Regions from separate parts of the Mus musculus genome. Here region 1 is linked to region 2. A link is a contact called in public Hi-C data. All regions are on one chromosome and are shown on one strand. The core of a region is the stretch at or near the end of the contact, and the rest is flanking DNA. Distances in the headings are between cores, read along the strand shown.

What was found. Hi-C and Micro-C count contacts between places; a contact is called where the count stands out from the background.
Region 1: a contact with region 2 is called in a Hi-C map of cortical neurons, with 2.1 times the contacts expected there. The contact joins two enhancer-like sites. A contact is called at or near these places in 3 of 484 Hi-C or Micro-C datasets (bone marrow-derived macrophages, cortical neurons and nephron progenitors), 3 of 115 datasets of contacts at active chromatin or transcription factors (cardiomyocytes, heart atrium and pancreatic cancer cells) and 2 of 9 other capture datasets (adipose tissue and pancreatic islet).

The regions. Positions count from the first base shown.
Region 1 is chr2:4,471,336-4,474,416 of GRCm38.p6, reverse strand. It overlaps Frmd4a (FERM domain containing 4A), which reads right to left. Exons shown (of 23, transcript NM_172475.3): 3 at 1,202-1,296. It overlaps Gm39751 (a long non-coding RNA gene), which reads left to right. Exons shown (of 5, transcript XR_865941.3): 5 at 1,036-3,081. Among named protein-coding and RNA genes, the nearest start is that of Gm39751, 41 kb to the left of the region's middle. Within about 2 kb of position 1,521, at least 21 of the 459 cell types and tissues checked have an H3K27ac peak or open chromatin away from gene starts, as enhancers often do. A contact at or near this core is called in cortical neurons, where this site is marked.
Region 2 is chr2:4,266,172-4,269,197 of GRCm38.p6, reverse strand. All of the region lies in intron 1 of Frmd4a (FERM domain containing 4A), which reads right to left. It overlaps Gm39752 (a long non-coding RNA gene), which reads right to left. Exons shown (of 2, transcript XR_865942.2): 2 at 1-3,026. Among named protein-coding and RNA genes, the nearest start is that of Gm39752, 20 kb to the right of the region's middle. Within about 2 kb of position 1,642, at least 6 of the 459 cell types and tissues checked have an H3K27ac peak or open chromatin away from gene starts, as enhancers often do. A contact at or near this core is called in cortical neurons, where this site is marked.

The DNA.
Region 1 (3,081 bases), core at 272-2,771, 210 kb before region 2:
CTTGCTTCCATCCTACCTCAATGGCCCCACCTCATTCCTGGGGGCTGGGCTTGACTGTACTGGCCTTGCCAGCCAGTAACCTCACCTGGGCATTTGAGCATGCACAGGGGTGTGCGGGCATAGATACAGACAGAGGAGATTTCGGGAACATCTGTCTAAAGGAGGTTATTGTTTTGTTTTGTTTCCTGGTGCGGGGGGGGGGGGGGGGAGGGGGGGAAGCAGAGTGTGAAGAACGTGGGCAGACAGGGAAAGTACGAGCAGGCTCTCAGAGATGGTTAGTTCTTGTTCCCAGAAAACACTGAGAGGAGGAACTGTGGGAAGCTGTGGGGGCAGGTGTCTAGGCATATCCAGTAGGGGAAAGGCGAAGATGCAGGAGTCCTGTAAAGACCCAAGCTGGCATCTGGTTAATAGACTTCCAGCCTGGCCCCACTCATTTTAGTTCTTTGTGTGGAGGAACTACTGACATCTCTTAGACATTTGTCATCCAGTTACAGTGGAACCAAGGACCACACATGCCTAGGGAAGTGCTTCACCCCTCACTGCACCCCCAGTCCTTAGCTTAGATATCCTTATCTAAGAATTTGGGCCAATCTTCACTGAACTCTTTGGTAACAGTATAGTAAGAGATTGAAACATCATCCATGGAGCCTATGCCTTCCTTTATTATATAACATGATGGTACCCAGCAAACTGGAAGGTTGCTGAAAACAAACATTTCACCTCAGATGGGCGATAGGAACTCTGATGCTGTCTTCTATTTCAGCTTAGAGTGTGAACTCGCCCAGATCATCTCTCACTCTGAATTTATCATCAAGTCCACTTCCTGTTATTGTTACTTCAACACTGGAGAGCAACATTTACTTTCCAGAAGTTTTCATTTAACCTTAATAAAGACTAAACCCACACAGATCTACTCTTTAAAAAAAATAAACATTTTAGACATTCATCTGAACACAAATCTGCTTGGTTAAAGAACATTACCTAATAATTTCATAATATTAGCATCTATCTAATTATATCCTTTGGCCACTCCAGGCATGATCACCGGCTTTTGAAATTCAGATGGTGAACTTGGACTGACCCTGTAGCCCCCATGGGACCCAAGTGGCCTGCAGCCTGATTTTGCTGTGCACAGCAGAGAGAGGGTAATTTGACATCCTGCTCTTTTGTTTGGGGTCTGTGGGCTCTGGACAGCACTTACGTCTCATCTGTGAATGCTATTCCAAAGTACTCCTTCTCCTTCAGGTTGAAATGAGAGGCCACGAGGTCAAGAAGCTCCTTGGCCAAAAGCTTGGGCTGGAAGAAGAACACAGAAGGGAAGATTAACTCACGAGAGACTTTTGCTAAGTCACGTCATCATCTTGGGTCTCTAGCATGTTCTCAGTGAAATGCCTGAGAACTCAGGCACACTGCAGAAACACAAATGACTTTTGTAAAATCCAAAGAGAGGCTTGGATGTGGTTCAGTTGGAAGGAAGGTTCTTGCCTGGCACGCACAAAGCCCTGTGTTTAATCATCCAAGCAGCATAAAACTGGTTGTCATGGTGCATGAGTACTTCATGGGGTTCCACGAGAAATAGAGGCAGGAGGAGCAGGAGTTCATGATTATCTTCTGCTGCATAGCAAGTTTGAGGCTATCCTGGGCTACATGAGGTACACAGAGAGATGAAGCCAAGAGTGAGGGAGGAAGAGAGAGAATAGAGAAGGAGAAAGACCAAAAGAAACAGACCATTAGGATGCTGCTGTATAAAACAGCCAAGTGGGAAGTCTTGGCAGCAACTGGAGGCTCAGTAAGATTGGTTCTGTCAACAAATGACATTTTTGCTCTTTAGTGGGTCTGTCCAGCCTGGTGTCTTTCCTTCCCTACCTTATACTGCTCTGACAGGAAGAGTTCTTGGTCTATTTAGCAAACACAGGCAGACCCCTTCCTATTCTTGGAATAAGGTTACTTTCTGATCTACCCAGTGTAATTGGAAAATGTTAAGCCCAAATTTATTGAATATGAATACCAGAGTTTAGCAACACATGGCTACAGGTATGAGCTCAAGGGTACCCTGAATGCAGCCCATGACAAAATGGCAAACTTACTTAAGATCATGAGCTACATTGAAAGGTTAAACACACCCTCCCCAGTGTGGCTGCTTCTGCCTGGTGATCACATTGGGCTCTGGCTCTTGGCATCCTTAGAGATTGTAGCACACAGCCTGACCCAGAGAAACCATCCAGATACAAAATTCAAAGCACGATTTTTACTGAACAAAGACTGCATTTGTACTATTGTCAAGTCTAACATCCCTACACTGACCTGCCTGATGGGTCAGGAGCTGTCCTCGCTGTGTGGTAGGCACTGTGCTAAGCACTTTTTACACATTGTTTAACCTCATAATCCTGTGAGATTGTCCATTGTGCAGGGCAGACACAGGCCCAGGGATCAGGCAGTTGTTTCTGCCTCCTCTTCTATCAGTGAGCAGCAGCTCAGAAGTGAAAACCACTTAGAACCCCATGGGGTTGAAGTGACAGTAACACTTCCTTCCCTGGAAATGAGAGACCAATGGGAAACCCTCTTACACACGTTCGGGACCGGCCAGGAAAGACGCAACAAACCGGAATCTTCTGCGGCAAAGCTTTATTGCTTACATCTTCAGGAGCCAGAGAGCAAGAGAGCAAGAGCAAGAGCTCTATTGCTTACATCTTTAGGAGCCAGAGCGCAATAGAGCAAGAGCAAGAGCAAGAGCAAGAATGGCGAAACCCCGTCCCTTTTAAGGAGAATTATCCTCCGCCTAGGACGTGTCACTCCCTGATTGGCTGCAGCCCATCGGCCGAGTTGTCATCACAGGGAAGGCAGAGCACATGGGGTGGAGAACTACCCTTGGCACATGCGCAGATTATTTGTTTACCACTTAGAACACAGGATGTCAGCGCCATCTTGCAACGGCGAATGTGAGGGCGGCTCCCCACAAAACCCCACCTTGACACACCAACTGCATCCAGTGCTCTCTGCTTCCTGGTGCATGCTACAATCTGAGTCTAAACCAATAGAACACCCAAGATTGGACGTCAATTCTTTCTTCCTTGATAGGAA
Region 2 (3,026 bases), core at 393-2,892:
TTGAGACAGTCTTTCACTGTCCTGAGCCTGCCAAACAGGTTAGGCTGGCTCTCCCCCCTGTCTCCATCTTTCCAGAACTATTCCAAGTATCACACCTGGATTTTTTTTTTCCTGGTGATACTGGGAATTGAACCTAGGACTTCACGCATGAGAGGTAAGTGTTCTAACCACTGAACCACAGCCCCAGCTCATGCCTGACTTTTCTTATGTGAGTTCTAGGGGGGTGGGGGGGAGGTTGACTTCAGATGTTCATACTTGCAAGGTAAATACTTTAGAGACTTAGTCACCTGCCCAGCCCCCAAATATGAATTTAGTTAACTCTCACCATAGCCCTCTATGGTAGTCACCATTTCATTTTGACCCCAGAGGGATGAGCTCAGGTATGGACAGCTCTGTGAATTAAGAAGTAGAGACTTCTCTAGCTACAAAGGCCTGGCACCTGCTCAGGTCCAGAACTTTCTTATACTTGCTCACTCCGTCAAATCTAAGGAATTTGAGAAGAAGTTTTGAAATCTGTGATTCATCCATTACACTGGGATCACGTGATACAACAGTAGTTTTGTGAGCCATCACTTGCTCCCTGCCACCAAGGAAGACCATTCTTCCATGGAACGAAACAGAGTGTCCTTGTGGAGTGGCGGAGCTGCTTGGGAAGAGTGTGTGGCAGGGCCATGGGGGAGGAGCGCTAGAAAATGTTCAGTATTCATGTCCTCGATGATCTTAATAGCATGCCCATTGTGCAACGAAGAGCTTCGGAGGACCGGACAAAAGGGACTTAGCTCAAGTGACTGTGGGGGAACACAGAGTGATGCCATGCTTAAAGCCGGGAGGGTCAACAGGCCTGAGAGACAGGGAACAGGCCCTGGGGGACATTTGGTCTCATTTGGTTGGTTGGCAAATGACCACACGTGAAGCTGGTGACCAGAATAAAGGCTGGGATGCCCAGGTGGGCATGTTCACTCATAGTCACTCCTTGGTAATTCAATGGCACTCCGCAGACACCCAGACTAGCTCAGGTAGCTCTTCCCCACGCTGCAAATGTATTCTCCCCAGTCAGTCAGGTCATACAGAGCCTGAACTCACCCCACAGTGGGGTGTGGGGCTTTCTGCCTTTAGTGATCAGGTGTTCCTACTAATGAGGTGTTGCTGGGAAAGTAGGTGACAGAGAAATATACAGCACACAAGAGAAGGAAGGTGTCTATTACCCGCCAGCAGACAGAAGACATTTCTTTGGCCTGTATAGTAGCAGGGGCAGCCTTTGTAGCTGGAGAAGGTTCCACTTCTTAATAAAAAGAACTCTGTGGGTCCTTCTCGGGAAGGTAAGATGACTGGTCCTGTCTGGGTCCCTCTCGGGAAGGCCGGATGGCTGGCCCTGTCATGTAGAAGCTCTGGAAAGGTGACATGGTGCACAGTGAAAACGTCCCAGAGTGGAGGAGTCACATGGGCTTTTCTTCTGCTTTGTTTTGGCTTTTCAGTTTTATGTGCATGCGTGTGTGTGTGTGTGTGTGTGTGTGTGTGTGTGTGTGTTTGTGTGTGTGTGTGTGTGTGCTGAAACCGGGCAATCAGAGCAGTTCTGCTTTCTCCAATAGAACAGAGCTCCATCTGTCCTTCACTCTTCTCCCAGCTGCTTTCGAGGCCGCTCAGTCAGCTTCCTTCTCACTTCTTTCACAAAACCTTTTTCAGGACATTCTCCAAAATCCTGGCTTCTGTGCCCACTCCGATATTTCCCAGTTTCATTTTACACATCAGCTTTCCGCCTTGAAAATCTCGGTTGACTGTCTTTCTTCTGTTATAAATAAACTTGTGTATTTGCAGCAAAATGGAAACCCAGTCCACTCTTTCTACCTGAGCTGCACTGTTAAACAAGAGTTAACTTGGTCTGGAGATGGGGATGGACAGCTCAGTGAATAAAGTGGATTCGCTGTGCAAGCATTCTGATCAGTTTGGATCCCAGGAGCCCGTGTGAAAAGCCAGGCAGGCATAGTTGCTACCTGTAACCCCAGCAAGCAGGAGGCAGAGGTAAGCTGACTAGCTAGACTAGCCAGCATTGGCTAGGTCTGGATTCATCCAAAGACTCTGCTTTAAAAAGTGGAAGTGATGGATGGAGATGCCTGAAGCCAATGCCAGGCCTTCACATGTATTTGCTAACACAAAGATTCGTTCGTATACACAAGTGACTCTGCACATGAAATACACATAGACACATTCATGCATGCCACACACATACACATGCAGAGCTTGAAAGAGAGACAGAGACAGGGAGGGAGGGAGAGAGAGAGAGAGAGGGAGAGAGAAAGAGAGAGAGAGAGAGAGAGATTTTATTTTGAGCTCACATCCAAACAAAACAAGTCCATGTGGGTAGCAAACAGGTATCTCACAGCAATATTTTCCACGAACCGTGCAAACATTCATCAGAGAGTAGATAGCTATGTGTATATATTTTACTAGAGGATCATCTGAGGGATGAACTCCAGCAAGGGAAGTGAGTGAGTCTCTGTGGAGCGCAGAATCAGGCCATCTTAGAAATGTACTTTTGAATAACAGAGACCAGACAAAAAGGGCGTGTGATATATGATCATGCTTATGTGAAGTTCAAGACCAGCAAGCACTACTCAATCAGAAACAAGAATAGACCTATGTTTACAGTGGGAGGGACAGAGGGTCAGGGGATGCTGTGTGGGTGTCCTGAATTATTTTGGCATTGGCAGCCACTTTCATTGTTCACTTGGTAGAGATTTTTTTTTTTCGTGTGGGTTTTGTGCTCTTTCCAAAATGCAAATTTTATGTTATAATAATGAATTTGTTTGAAAACCACACAAAACCCAGAATGATCTCTTGTTTAATGAAGAAGTCAGTCCCTAAAATCTCATAGTGAAATCTCTGTATAGCTGGCCTCTATATCTGCCAATTATACATTCTTGAATTTACCCAGTCAGAGACCAAGAAGCTAGTTGGTCTACAATGGTTGTATCTGTACCACAGACATGCCAACTTTCCCCATCTTGTCTCACTCCAAAGATGCATCG